4 separate regions of the Mus musculus genome follow, and all the other regions are linked to region 1. The links are chromatin contacts, called in public Hi-C and Micro-C maps. All regions are on one chromosome and are shown on one strand. Each heading gives the region's core, a stretch centred on a gene start, on an enhancer-like site or on the middle of the called end of the contact. The rest is flanking DNA. Distances are from core to core; before and after follow the strand shown. Region 1 holds the start of Bnc2 (basonuclin 2). Region 2 overlaps Bnc2 (basonuclin 2). Region 3 overlaps Bnc2 (basonuclin 2). Region 4 has its middle 24 kb from the start of Cntln.

Evidence for each region. A called contact is a pair of places that touch in the nucleus more often than the background predicts.
Region 2: a contact with region 1 is called in a Micro-C map of palatal mesenchyme, with 2.6 times the contacts expected there. The contact joins the enhancer-like site here to the promoter of Bnc2 in region 1. A contact is called at or near these places in 3 of 39 promoter capture datasets (the 3T3-L1 cell line, frontonasal cranial neural crest and maxillary cranial neural crest), 2 of 484 Hi-C or Micro-C datasets (nephron progenitors and palatal mesenchyme), 4 of 115 datasets of contacts at active chromatin or transcription factors (the NIH/3T3 cell line, craniofacial prominence, embryonic stem cells and 1 more) and 4 of 9 other capture datasets (adipose tissue, embryonic stem cells, liver and 1 more).
Region 3: a contact with region 1 is called in a Hi-C map of the C2C12 cell line, with 3 times the contacts expected there. The contact joins the enhancer-like site here to the promoter of Bnc2 in region 1. A contact is called at or near these places in 5 of 39 promoter capture datasets (the 3T3-L1 cell line, 3T3-L1-derived adipocytes, maxillary cranial neural crest and 1 more), 11 of 484 Hi-C or Micro-C datasets (the C2C12 cell line, adipose-derived mesenchymal stem cells, cranial neural crest and 4 more) and 4 of 115 datasets of contacts at active chromatin or transcription factors (embryonic limb bud, fibro-adipogenic progenitors, kidney and 1 more).
Region 4: a contact with region 1 is called in a Hi-C map of the C2C12 cell line, with 3 times the contacts expected there. The contact joins the enhancer-like site here to the promoter of Bnc2 in region 1. A contact is called at or near these places in 3 of 39 promoter capture datasets (the 3T3-L1 cell line and maxillary cranial neural crest) and 13 of 484 Hi-C or Micro-C datasets (3T3-L1-derived adipocytes, the C2C12 cell line, adipose-derived mesenchymal stem cells and 9 more).

Annotation. Positions count from the first base shown.
Region 1 is chr4:84,674,130-84,676,829 of GRCm38.p6, reverse strand. Bnc2 (basonuclin 2) reads left to right here and starts at 1,427. Exons shown (of 7, transcript NM_001369083.1): 1 at 1,427-1,855. The coding sequence starts at 1,853.
Region 2 is chr4:84,501,847-84,504,617 of GRCm38.p6, reverse strand. The region is part of intron 3 of Bnc2 (basonuclin 2); the gene reads left to right. Among named protein-coding and RNA genes, the nearest start is that of Bnc2, 170 kb to the left of the region's middle. Within about 2 kb of position 1,472, at least 17 of the 459 cell types and tissues checked have an H3K27ac peak or open chromatin away from gene starts, as enhancers often do. A contact at or near this core is called in craniofacial prominence and palatal mesenchyme, where this site is marked.
Region 3 is chr4:84,456,319-84,459,018 of GRCm38.p6, reverse strand. The region is part of intron 3 of Bnc2 (basonuclin 2); the gene reads left to right. Among named protein-coding and RNA genes, the nearest start is that of Bnc2, 220 kb to the left of the region's middle. Within about 2 kb of position 1,263, at least 49 of the 459 cell types and tissues checked have an H3K27ac peak or open chromatin away from gene starts, as enhancers often do. A contact at or near this core is called in the C2C12 cell line, embryonic fibroblasts, embryonic limb bud and 4 more, where this site is marked.
Region 4 is chr4:84,858,956-84,861,655 of GRCm38.p6, reverse strand. No RefSeq gene overlaps it. Among named protein-coding and RNA genes, the nearest start is that of Cntln, 24 kb to the left of the region's middle. Within about 2 kb of position 1,350, at least 2 of the 459 cell types and tissues checked have an H3K27ac peak or open chromatin away from gene starts, as enhancers often do.

The DNA.
Region 1 (2,700 bases), core at 178-2,677:
TGTCCCACAGCAACTGTCACTCATTAGAAAATTTAAGAGATAAACATGTGCCTAAAGTCTATAGTGTTTCCTGCATAGAATCGACAGATTCTGAAGTGACTACCAATCTGCTTTGCATGGGCCTAGGAGGAGTCAGGAATTTGAACCCAACTAGTACAAGGAACTGCAGGTGCTGGTGGCCCTAATGTTTAAAAAAAAAAGAAAAAAAAAAAAAGGCTGGATCCACGTGGATAAGCTAACTCACATTCTCAGGCCAGCTGTTGCTACTTGGGATCTAGTCAGCCATGGATCCTGAAAAAAAAATTAAGCTTAACCATTGTGAATATACATTAAACTTATGACGGTGTGTGTATGTGTGTGAGTGTGTCCTAAATTCCAAGTCTACATATTTTCGGAGGAATTTAATTCTGACCTCTGAATGAAATTATGAGGCTTCTCCCTCTGCTTGGGGAAAGAGAGAATGGAAGGAGGGACGAGTTACTCTTTTCAGGAAGAAACAGTAATCAAACCTGTTTTCAGCCAACCAAATCTTCCGCAGGATTCTCTGATTTCTTAGAGCTCAAGAGTGTGCTAGAAACCTGTGCTTTCCTCCCGAGACAGATAAGCAAAAAGTTTGCTCTAGCGATGATAAATCTGCACGAGGCGGAGACGGTTTTGGCACACGGTGTACATTAGAAAGATGAGGATGATTAAGTCTCCCCCCTCCCCCCCGAATCTTGCAGCCCGACTGTGTTTTGCTTCCATTTAAGAAGTGTCCTTCAACCGCTGGCGGCTGCGTGCCGAGCCTGCCGCCGGCAACCCGTGTCTTAAAGCAGGGCAACTCGGGTCGTCTGAGTGTCACCCCACACGTGTGACTGGTGTCCGTCGCGGGCGCCCGCTAGGGTGGCAGTCTCCTTCCTCTCCCCCGCCAGCTGCAGCTCCAGGCCCAGACCTAGAAGGGGAAGGAAGCCCTGGCCGCAAGCCGCCGTCTGGGCCGGCACCAAAGCCGCCGCTCCCAGAAACTTTTCGCCCCTAGCTGTGCGCAACTTTCTGCCCCGGGTCCCCGGGCGCGTCACGGTCCCCGGGCTTCCCCTGCCTTCACTCCGGCGCCGCCCAAGGCAGACCAGAGCCGGGCCGAGCAGACCGAGAGTGGGAGAAGCCCGGAGCGGAGGCGCTGCGCCGCAGTCGGAATAAAGTTCGCGCCCGGTGCTCGGCGGCGGCTCGCAGCCTTCCCTCTCCCCTCCCGGCTCCTCGCATTTTTCCCCCTTGTTGACAGCTGGGCGCTGGCCGCCACCTCCACTTCCACGCCCGCACCCCCCGGGGGGCGCCAAAGTTGTTTTTCCATCCACGGAAGAGGGGGTGTGTGTCTAGCGAGGTGGGGGTGGGGGAGGGCTAGACATCCTCCCCGAAGCCCCTAGAAAAGCTTGAGGACAACAACAAAACAGGCGGCGAACACCCTAGTCCGGACAGTTGCGCCGGGAGCAGAAACTTGTGCCGGCGCGGCCACCGGTCCCCCCCGCGCCGCCGCGCGCACCCCGCCTCGCCAGCAGCCCCCCTCCCGGACAGTCCGTTCCCTTTTTTTCTTTTCTCCCTCTGCCCGGGGAGGAGCGGGACAACTCGGAGCGCCGGCTCGAGGGAGCGAGCGCGACCCTGGGCGCGGGTGTAAATCAGTCACCTGAGCGCCGAGGGGCCGCGGCGAGGGCGCGCGCGGGCGGGTGGGGAGTGGCGCGGGCGGCGAGCGCGGCCCGGAGCGGCCGGGCGGGGGAGGGAGCAGGCCGAGCGGCGAGCTGAGGCGGCCGAGGGGCTGGTCCAGGCGCGGCCGCTAAGAGGAGACCAAGAGGCGGGGGCTGCACTTGACAACCAGCATGCCGAGATGGTAAGAAGTTTCCACCTCCTCTCCGCTTGCGTCTGCACTTGGTAGGGACAGACCCGGGCGGGACGCCCCGGGGCCGCGGCGGGCCGCGTTCTCCTCTAGCGCCGCGGCGTGAGGAGGCGGGCAGCCGGCGGCGCTCCCGAAATCCACCCCCCACTCCCCCAACTTGGCCCCAAGTTCTCGAGGCGGCTGCGGGAGGGCGAGCGGGCGGGCAGGCGGACGGGAGCGAGGGCTCCCCGCGCCTTAGGTGAGCGGCGGCCAGTCGGGGACTCTGGGGACCGGGGAGCCCTCGGGGAGGGCGCGGGACACGGGGACCCGGGATGCACGGGGCTGCCGGGACCCGCGGCAACTTTCCCAACTTGCCGGCCTGTTGAGAGCCCTGAGCGGCGGCTGGGCATGGGTGCCGGGGCGCGGCCCGCGGCCCGCGTGGGGACCGCAGCGATGCCCGCGCGGCTGCGGAGGACGCGGACGCGGCCAGTCAAATCCCGCTAGACAGACACGTGTGTGCTTTCCCGAAGTGCGGTTCTGAAGCAGCCGGCCCACTGCGCTTACACGCCGACTGGACGGTGGGATTTGAGACCTGAAAGGGGGGCAGAATTTAAAAACATATATATATATATACAGTAGTGGTGGAGCTCAGGACAAAACTAGACGGAATCTCCCGTGGGATGAGGCGAAGATTAAAACAAAACAAAACTTGTAAGTGCCAAGTGGTGGTGGAAAAGGGATGGCACAGCGCAGGGGGACTCCAGCCCAGTCCCTGGAAGGGACGGCTTCTCTGCAGCGAGGAAGCAGGCAATTAGTTCACCCAGTGATGAGCCTCACTGTCTGCTTTCGGGAAGTCATTT
Region 2 (2,771 bases), core at 223-2,722, 170 kb after region 1:
CCCTCGCCTTTTATCCTTAGATTTTTTAGCCATCTTAGAAGCTTCATGGTTTGATCATTTTGAGATTTTCGATACTTGTCATCATGTCTTCGGTCTCGAGTAACTGTCCTACTCAGTACCTGGATTGACTTTTGATAGAAAAGTGGCTAGAAAGTCAGATTTAGCTCACCTTATGTCTTGCCTTATTTTTCTGAGTGGCTTCTGAAGTAGATGCGAAGCTGGAATTTTCTGCTTAGCTTGGGAATTTTATTGATGAATAGCAGCACAGAATTGTGCACCGGCACGACTGCCTTCTAGGACATGGTCCTTCTAGGACAGCCCCCCCTTAACTGCTGATAAATGTTTTGTATATTTCTAACAGACTGTTGGCCTTTCTTAGCCTAGCTGCATCTCCTCATGGATTGAGTTGGTACAGTTAACTTCGCAGCTCTTCTCTTGGTTGAGAGTTCACTATGTGAGGTTTGACTTGGTGTTTTTCACTACTGAAGTGCTTAGAAAATTAGAGTAAATAATGAACCAATATTTCAGAACCAGATTAGACACAATTTACTGTAATGTTTCATAAACCACAGACTCCTTTCTTCAGTGAATGCGTGAAGGATCTCTCTCTCTCTTTTTTCCAGACATACCAGGGTGCAAGTGTAAATTTCCATAAAATTTAAATGAGGTGCTTCCTGTAATTAATGAACAGTTGAGGCTGCTCTCTGGTCTGCATTGTAATTAACCGTGATCAGGCTTGTTTAGTGATGACACTGTTCCTGTAATAATTTGACAAGCTACTGTGAATTTGCCAGGTTATTAAACAACCTGCAGCCTTTACTTACGGAGTCAGAGGGACGGGGTCCACAGCAGCAGCCACTGCCAGTTAAATGCAGCACGAGGGTGAACCAGAAGCCACCCCTTGAAGTCTATCTATCACCACAAGCAGATTTATATGCCTGTGACTTTGGAGAACTTAATTAATGTGGCATGGAGATATCTTGAAAACTTTTGTTTATTGTATGATGAACCTACTGGGACAAAGCTGATCATTTTTTAGGACACACAGTGAAGCCTGCACATTATCTGTAGTATATCAGTATGAACAAAATGGAGAGAAGTTTCCCTTTACTACCTAATTATAGATAGATATAACTAATTTTTTGAAAAGCTCTTTTAGGTTCACTTACATATAATAACCCCATATAATGCTATTTTCTCTCCTTTTTTTATTAGGAATAACAGATGAGTGTGTGCTAAGAGTCACATTGCAGGTCCTCAGCTCTAAGTGGACTGGTACCCTTATGTCCTCGGTCACTAGCACACCACCCCCCCTTTCAGGTTAAGAGCTGTTCAAAACGTTACTGTCTAGTTACTGTGGTGTCTTTCATTCAGATTCTGTTTATTGACTAAACCACAAGGATTCCTGCCCAAAGTACCAGGCGGTCTCTGCTTGACTGATTTTGATTTTCTAACATCAGCCCTGGGGTTTATTTGAAAAATGTACACACACTGCAGCTTTAACAAGTCAAGTGACTGCGTGTTTTTTACCATGGAGTACAGTATATCTGAAGATCATTAAATTTGGTGGTGGGGGTGGCCATGGCAGAACATGAGTGTGGTAGTCCTTGTATGATGTGTGTATGTGTGTGTATGTGCATGTGGTGTGTATGTGTGTGTGTGTGTGTGTGTGTGTGTGTGTGTATGTGTGTGTGTGTGAGAGAGAGAGAGAGAGAGAGAGAGATGGTTTTTGTCTTTTCATCTTCTCCAAGAGCCAGAAAGTTTCCTGCCGTTCTCTTTCCAGCTATTGACAAATGATTGCCAGATGTGAGGTCTTTGCAGCGCTCTTTCCCTCAGCAAACCTGCAGCGAAGGGATATTTGATTCTCCCTTGCCCATTTCATCTCCTTTCCACATCTGCCAGGGACACACAAGCAATACATCCCTACATGAGAGTTTAAAGTTTACTCAGCTCCTTTTCCCCCTCAGATAAAGTGTTCAGAGACAACAGAATGAGGTCCGCATGACGCCCTCCCGCCCTCCCTGTATGAAATTAGTTGTTTATTTTACTTATCTACCTCTTAGTAATCGAACTTTCATTTCAGTCTCCATCCAAGGAAAATCTGATGCAACTCTGGGAGTGCTAAGAGTTTACTATTGTCTGCAGGCTACAAAGAGTGTCACCACTACAGCTTCCCCCAAGTCCCTCAGCTCTGAGAAAGACAGTCTATTCTATAGGCTGTCCCAGGAAAGCATTTAATCTACAAATACCAAGTGTTAAGTGTTGAATGTTCTGTAGGATGCAATAGTCATTTAAAATTTTAAAAAACAAAAAAATCCAATTATGGGTGTGGAAAAAGTCACCTTGCTCCATGTCCCTGTGTTTTTATCCATTGTTCAAGTTGCTATGTAGGAGGCTGTAGTTTAATCACAAGTAGCTTGTTAAAGAGAAAGTGTAGGGAGTTTGGGAGGCGTGTGGAATTAACTTGCTTGGGGAGGCCACACACATAATCACTGACATGCACAGGGGCCTTGTGCATCTGTTTAGAATCTGTATTGATACTGATGTTTTTTGTTTCTCATCTCAGTTTGAAAATAGTTTCTAAAATGCCCTTATAGCTCATGTTCATGCTATAGGGTGGGCTGACACAGGTGGCCTTTCTGTTTTCCTATTACACTTTTTGGCAAACGAAAAGGCCCCTTATTCCCTGAATAAGATCAGGGTATTTTTTTAAAACATTTAAAAAATAATCCATAAAATGTCTGCCACATGTTCTCTAGTTTATGGAAATG
Region 3 (2,700 bases), core at 14-2,513, 220 kb after region 1:
GAATTCACTAAGAATGAATTTAAATCCCAAGGGTCAAAGTTGCACTTCATGTGGCAATTCTTAGCTGCATAAAAACAAACAAAAAATATCCATAGAACTGTGGTATAAACAAAAAAAGAAGATGTAGTGTTGTTATGACTTTTGGATTAGATTACTGCTGAACCAAGCGTCTTTTTGACACAAGCTAAAAATAACGTGTTTGGCTAATTAGGCGATAAAAGCAAACATCAAAGGCAGACCTTTCCGTTAGTCCTACACTGGCTTCCTTGTATTTAAAACGCTAGCCAACAAATAAAGTGTTTGACCGTTGTTATTATTCGTTTTTAGTTGAGACTTAGTGGAAAACAATATCCCTAGGTATTTGTTTTTCTCAGCTTGATACTTAACCCTACTACCAATCACTAAGTAATAGTGAAATGTAACAGCTACTGCCTTGTCACAACAGACACTTAAAAACGATTTCTGCTTTTTCCACATTAACACGTCTAGATTAGGAAAGTGGAGCATATCTCTCCCTTTCAGTGATATTTATTCATGGGAATGATGGTGTGCAGCAAGAAAAAGTGCGTGCATGTAAAAATACCTTCAGCTTGCCAGGGAGGTTGCTTTATTTTTTTTTTTTTCCAGAATGCTCTTGATTTACAAGTGAAACTTACTCTTGTGTGAAGGGCAAATTTAAATAGTAGGAATTCATGCGGTCACTAGTGAGACATCAGTTGAAAAGTCTGGGTGTTGTTTTCTCTGTGTGGTTTCAGGTGTGTGTGTGTGTGTGTGTGTGTGTGTGTGTGTGTGTGTGAGAGAGAGAGAGAGAGAGAGAGAGGGGGGGGGAGAGAGAGAGAGAGAGAGTGTGTCTGTCGGTGAGCATCCGTGTTTACTGTCATTCCTTGCCCACTCTGTCCCCTCTCTTACTCAGATACATGTATATAGGCCACCTTCAGTCAAGGCATGTGACCCGTCCCACATGTGTCTCTGTATGTGTCCACATCCGCTCCTTTTATTGCTTTCTTATGGCATTCTGCTTTACAAAGTGACATTTTCTGAAAACAGTATGTTTTTACATTTTGTGGGGTTTTCTCCTTATCTCTGTAATTCCTGAGACTTTTTCTAAACAAGATGCCTGGCATTTTCTAAGGACAGAGCAGAGACAGAGCCGCCCCGAGCAGGCAGACACACTTACATTGCTTGTGGTTTTTCAATACAGCTGCGTTCAAATGGGCCTGCCTTTTCGGCACTGGTTCCAGTGCCAAAGTCAGACTGTCACACAGCTGGTAGTACTTACTGTACTTGCGGGAAACTATGTGATTCATTAGTTGGAACCGTATGGTTTTCACCAGTTCTGGTCATGTTTTTGTTAGGATGTGGTAAAAACATAAGCAGAGGGTGAAGGGACAATGGAAGCATGTGACTTGTTAAGGACTGGCCCCAACCCATTATTAGTTAAATTGTTCACCATAAAATGTCCTCTGTACCTCATAAGACAAATGACTTAATTTTTTATTCTTCAGTTGAGGTCATTTAGTCATAAGTAGTAAAAATTATCAACACTAAGCTCTTTTTGTCTTTTTTTTTCCCCTTTCTGCAAAGTATCATGATCCATTTAAACCCCAAACTGTAATATGAAGAGAAGTCATGCAAGTAAAAGATATTAATTTGCTGAAAAATGTCCATGACGGGTGAAGAACTTTTAACTGGAGTGAACTCTCGCTACTGATAAAATATGAGTGTGGTATTGCAGTTAATAAGAAACACTGCTAATACCACAGGATATGTGGAGAACAATAAACGGGAGTTCCTTTGTCCAAGCTCACTAGAGTTTATGGGTGGATGAATGAGTCTTTCAAATATTTTTGTCACTAATAGAGTTGGACTAGGGTGTTTGCAGTGTTTGTTACTGGGGTTGTGCAGAGCCGCTGGGCTGCACTGTGTCGCCCCTTAGCCCTCTATGGGGTAGTCTTTGAGACTGAGTGTTTCACACCTGCATAGGGTGAACTACAGCCACAGTAGAGTGGATTCTGCAGATGGTGTATTGTCTGTGCATAGGCATTTGCTTTCAAATTCACGTTCCTTTGAATCCTCCCAACGCTGTACCTTTGCCCCCTCTCTCCTAATCTACTATTGCAAAGGTGACATTTTTGAAGTCTTTGTGGGTAGTCTATTGGCAGATTATGCGTCCACCCTCTGACTCCGTTTTCTAACCGTTTCCTTTTAGAGCTCTGCACCGTTCATGCCTCAGCACATATGCTCCTGCAGTTGCGGCACTCTGCAGAATTAGAACCAGGTCTGTCTCTGACAATTAGCTCAACTGGCTACAGCATAAATAAAGGAATGCGCTCAGGGGCTGTAGTCTGTGACATGGTTTAACAGAGCGTAAAAAGGTGCATCTGTTCCCTGCCCACATTCAGTCGCCTCACTGTCACTGGGAAGTTATCGACACGGAGACATGCCTGTGCTGTTTGGTAAACAAGCGGCAGGTATTAAATTAATGGGGCTGTGAGCGTGTGCAAGTGCTGCTTTATTAAAAGCTCTGCTTTCCGGACTCACTGCTGGGCCACAGGCCGCCACTAGAGTATCTATTAAGATGACTCATGGCAGGGAATACTTCAGCACTTTGTACTCATTTCTAGGGGGGACCATTGACCTCTGGAAGCCTGATTAGGGAGAAAGGGAACAGAAGAAAGGTGGCCAGTGAACAATTGACAC
Region 4 (2,700 bases), core at 101-2,600, 180 kb before region 1:
GAACATGTTTAAGGAAGAGAAAGTGCCACTTAAACGTCAACTGCACTCACCTCTGAGGAGGGTTAGAAGCAAGTGCAATTTGTCATAGCACCGAAGACAAATTTGTGCTATACTAACTCGTAGGGTGAGGGGGGAAATAGGTGTTTATTGTATTATTATCTCACAAATCCATTTGTGCCTTATGTAACCATGTATTTGTGATATACTTCATAATAAAATGTTTTTCAAAAGTAATGAAATAAAGAAGCAACCCTAGCTTCCGGCACGATCAAGAGACTATTACCAGTGGCTGACTTAAATCTCCATGACTACAAAGAGCAAAGCACTTGAGGAAACACTGCCTGGACCGAAGTTGTTGCCCTGAATGGTATCAAAGCTGGCGACAGGCTTAAAAATCTTTGTGGTGTGTAATTTAGGATTCCAATAAAACCCTCAAATTAGCTTCATCATTTTATAAGCAATCAAGCCATAAAGCTACCAAATATGAACTTCCTGAGGGAATTTTTTTTGATGTGACATTATTTTCTATTTTTATTATTTCCTTTTTATTGAACTTGTGAAACCATTTCTATAGTTACAGAAACAAAGAACAAAACATAAGATGAAAGCCAACGAGAGTTGATTGTAGACATAGCATTCTGAAGATATTTTCAGAAAACACACTTTCTATAACACATCTTGAAGGTGCCACAGAGCCTAGTGGATTCCTCACTGACGGTGACATTCAAAACTGACAAATCTGTTCAGTCTCCACACCAGACTTGGACGTAAACAAAGCTAGGAAGATTTGTACTCTGTTCTCTTACCACTAGGTTCATAGGAAATGAGAAGCAATGGTGAGACCCCGAATAGATGCTGACACAGATAACCAGAGACATCATAGTATCTTAATTGAAGTGCTGTGGAGCTGGGCAAAAGGCACCCATTAATGCTGACTAGCATAATGCAGCTTTGAGACCTGGAATGCAGAAGCCCTCTCTCATTAAAAGAAGCCCAGATGGCTCCCCAAATATGTAAGACCCCCAACTATGTGCTTTCTCCAGCCTCAGATCTTTAATCAACACAGATGCTGAGATTTTAGTCAAGGTGCTTGCCCTGCATCAGAATAAACTGTTCCTGCAATTAATTAACCCAGACCAAGCAGTTTTTGTGCTGGTCACAGATCCTCTGGCAACCAGAGGGGACCCTCATCCATCATCCCACAACCACCAAAACCCCTTTTAAATCCTGTCCTCTGACTCTGAGGGGGCAAAGTAAGGCGCTTCATGCTTCAAATGCTTGGGTACAAAATGAGTTTAATCCCACAAGGTTCCACTCTTTAGACCTTATGAAAGAGGCTTGTCCTTAGTTGTAAGAGGCAGCCACAGTTTCTTCACATTTTAATTGTTCACTGTGCTCAGTGTTTCTAAACACACACACACACAGCGCTGCCGTTCATACTACTAAATAAACCATGCAAACCAAACTAGCAAATACATCCAGTGTGAGTCTCTTTCCACGAGCTCAAGGTCTTCTTGAAAATTTTTTGAAATTCAATCCATGTCAACAGTGTTGAACTGAAAAAGAAAACAGATGTCAGTAATCTCTCTCTCTCTCTCTCTCTCTCTCTCTCTCTCTCTCTCTTTCTTCTTTTTCACAATGAGCTTTGGTACTGCCTTTTCCAATACAGAAGAGAAAGAAGGCAGAAGTAAATAAAACATTATTTTAATTTGATGATATTATAAGAAAAACAGTTTTCCCCATTAACAGGTAAACATTAAGGACAGATTAGAAACCTAGCCCTGGAGTTAACAGTATCACAGCAGAAGGGTAGTGGGGAGTGAGTGGGGAAACGAGGCGCCCCTCCCTCGACCCTGCCATCAGTGCAGGGTAAGCTGCACATGATTCCAGCTAGAACTCTATGCTGCCCCTAACTCCTGTTGATGTAGTCACTAAATAATCTATGTTTCTAGTCTTTTTAATTGTTTCTTCTTTAAATGAGATGTTTTCATTAATATTTATCTAAAAGTTTTGACATTTTCACGATTGTTTATCTCTAACTAAGCTTGTTACATCTTCACATTAGAATATTTTTCTGTGATAATAGAAAATATTGTATTAACGGAATGAGTGGGGGGGGGTCTGCTCAGTTGGGAGAGTGCTTATCTAGCATGCACAACACCCCGACTTCCATTTCCAGCACTGCATAAAATCAGGGACATGGCCCACTCCTGTAATCCAGACACTTGGGAGATTGAGGCAGAGGATTAGAAGGTCAGAGCAAGTCTGAGGCCAGTCTGGGCTATATGAGATCCTACTGAGTGAGAGGGAAGGCAGGCAGGCAGGCAGGCAGGCAGGCAGGCAGGCAGGAAGGAAGGAAGGAAGGAAGGAAGGAAGGAAGGAAGGAAGGAAATATAGTATTAAATCAGAATTCAGGAAGCACATGGTTAATAAGAAAATGCTTTATCAAACTTGTCTATCTGTGTATCCTTGGATTTCACAGTGGGATGAGCAACTCTCACAAGAAGGTGCCAGCTGTATATTTTGACTGACAGATTGGAACATTTTGGTTACAGTTGAAACTGTTTTTCTTTTCCTATATCCATGTTTACCATTCTTGCACAGTAACATGTCCTTCTATAACAAAAGATTGTTTGCTTAAGAAAGTCCATATATAGGGCTGGAGAGATGGCTCAGCAGTTAAGAGCACTGGCTGCTTTT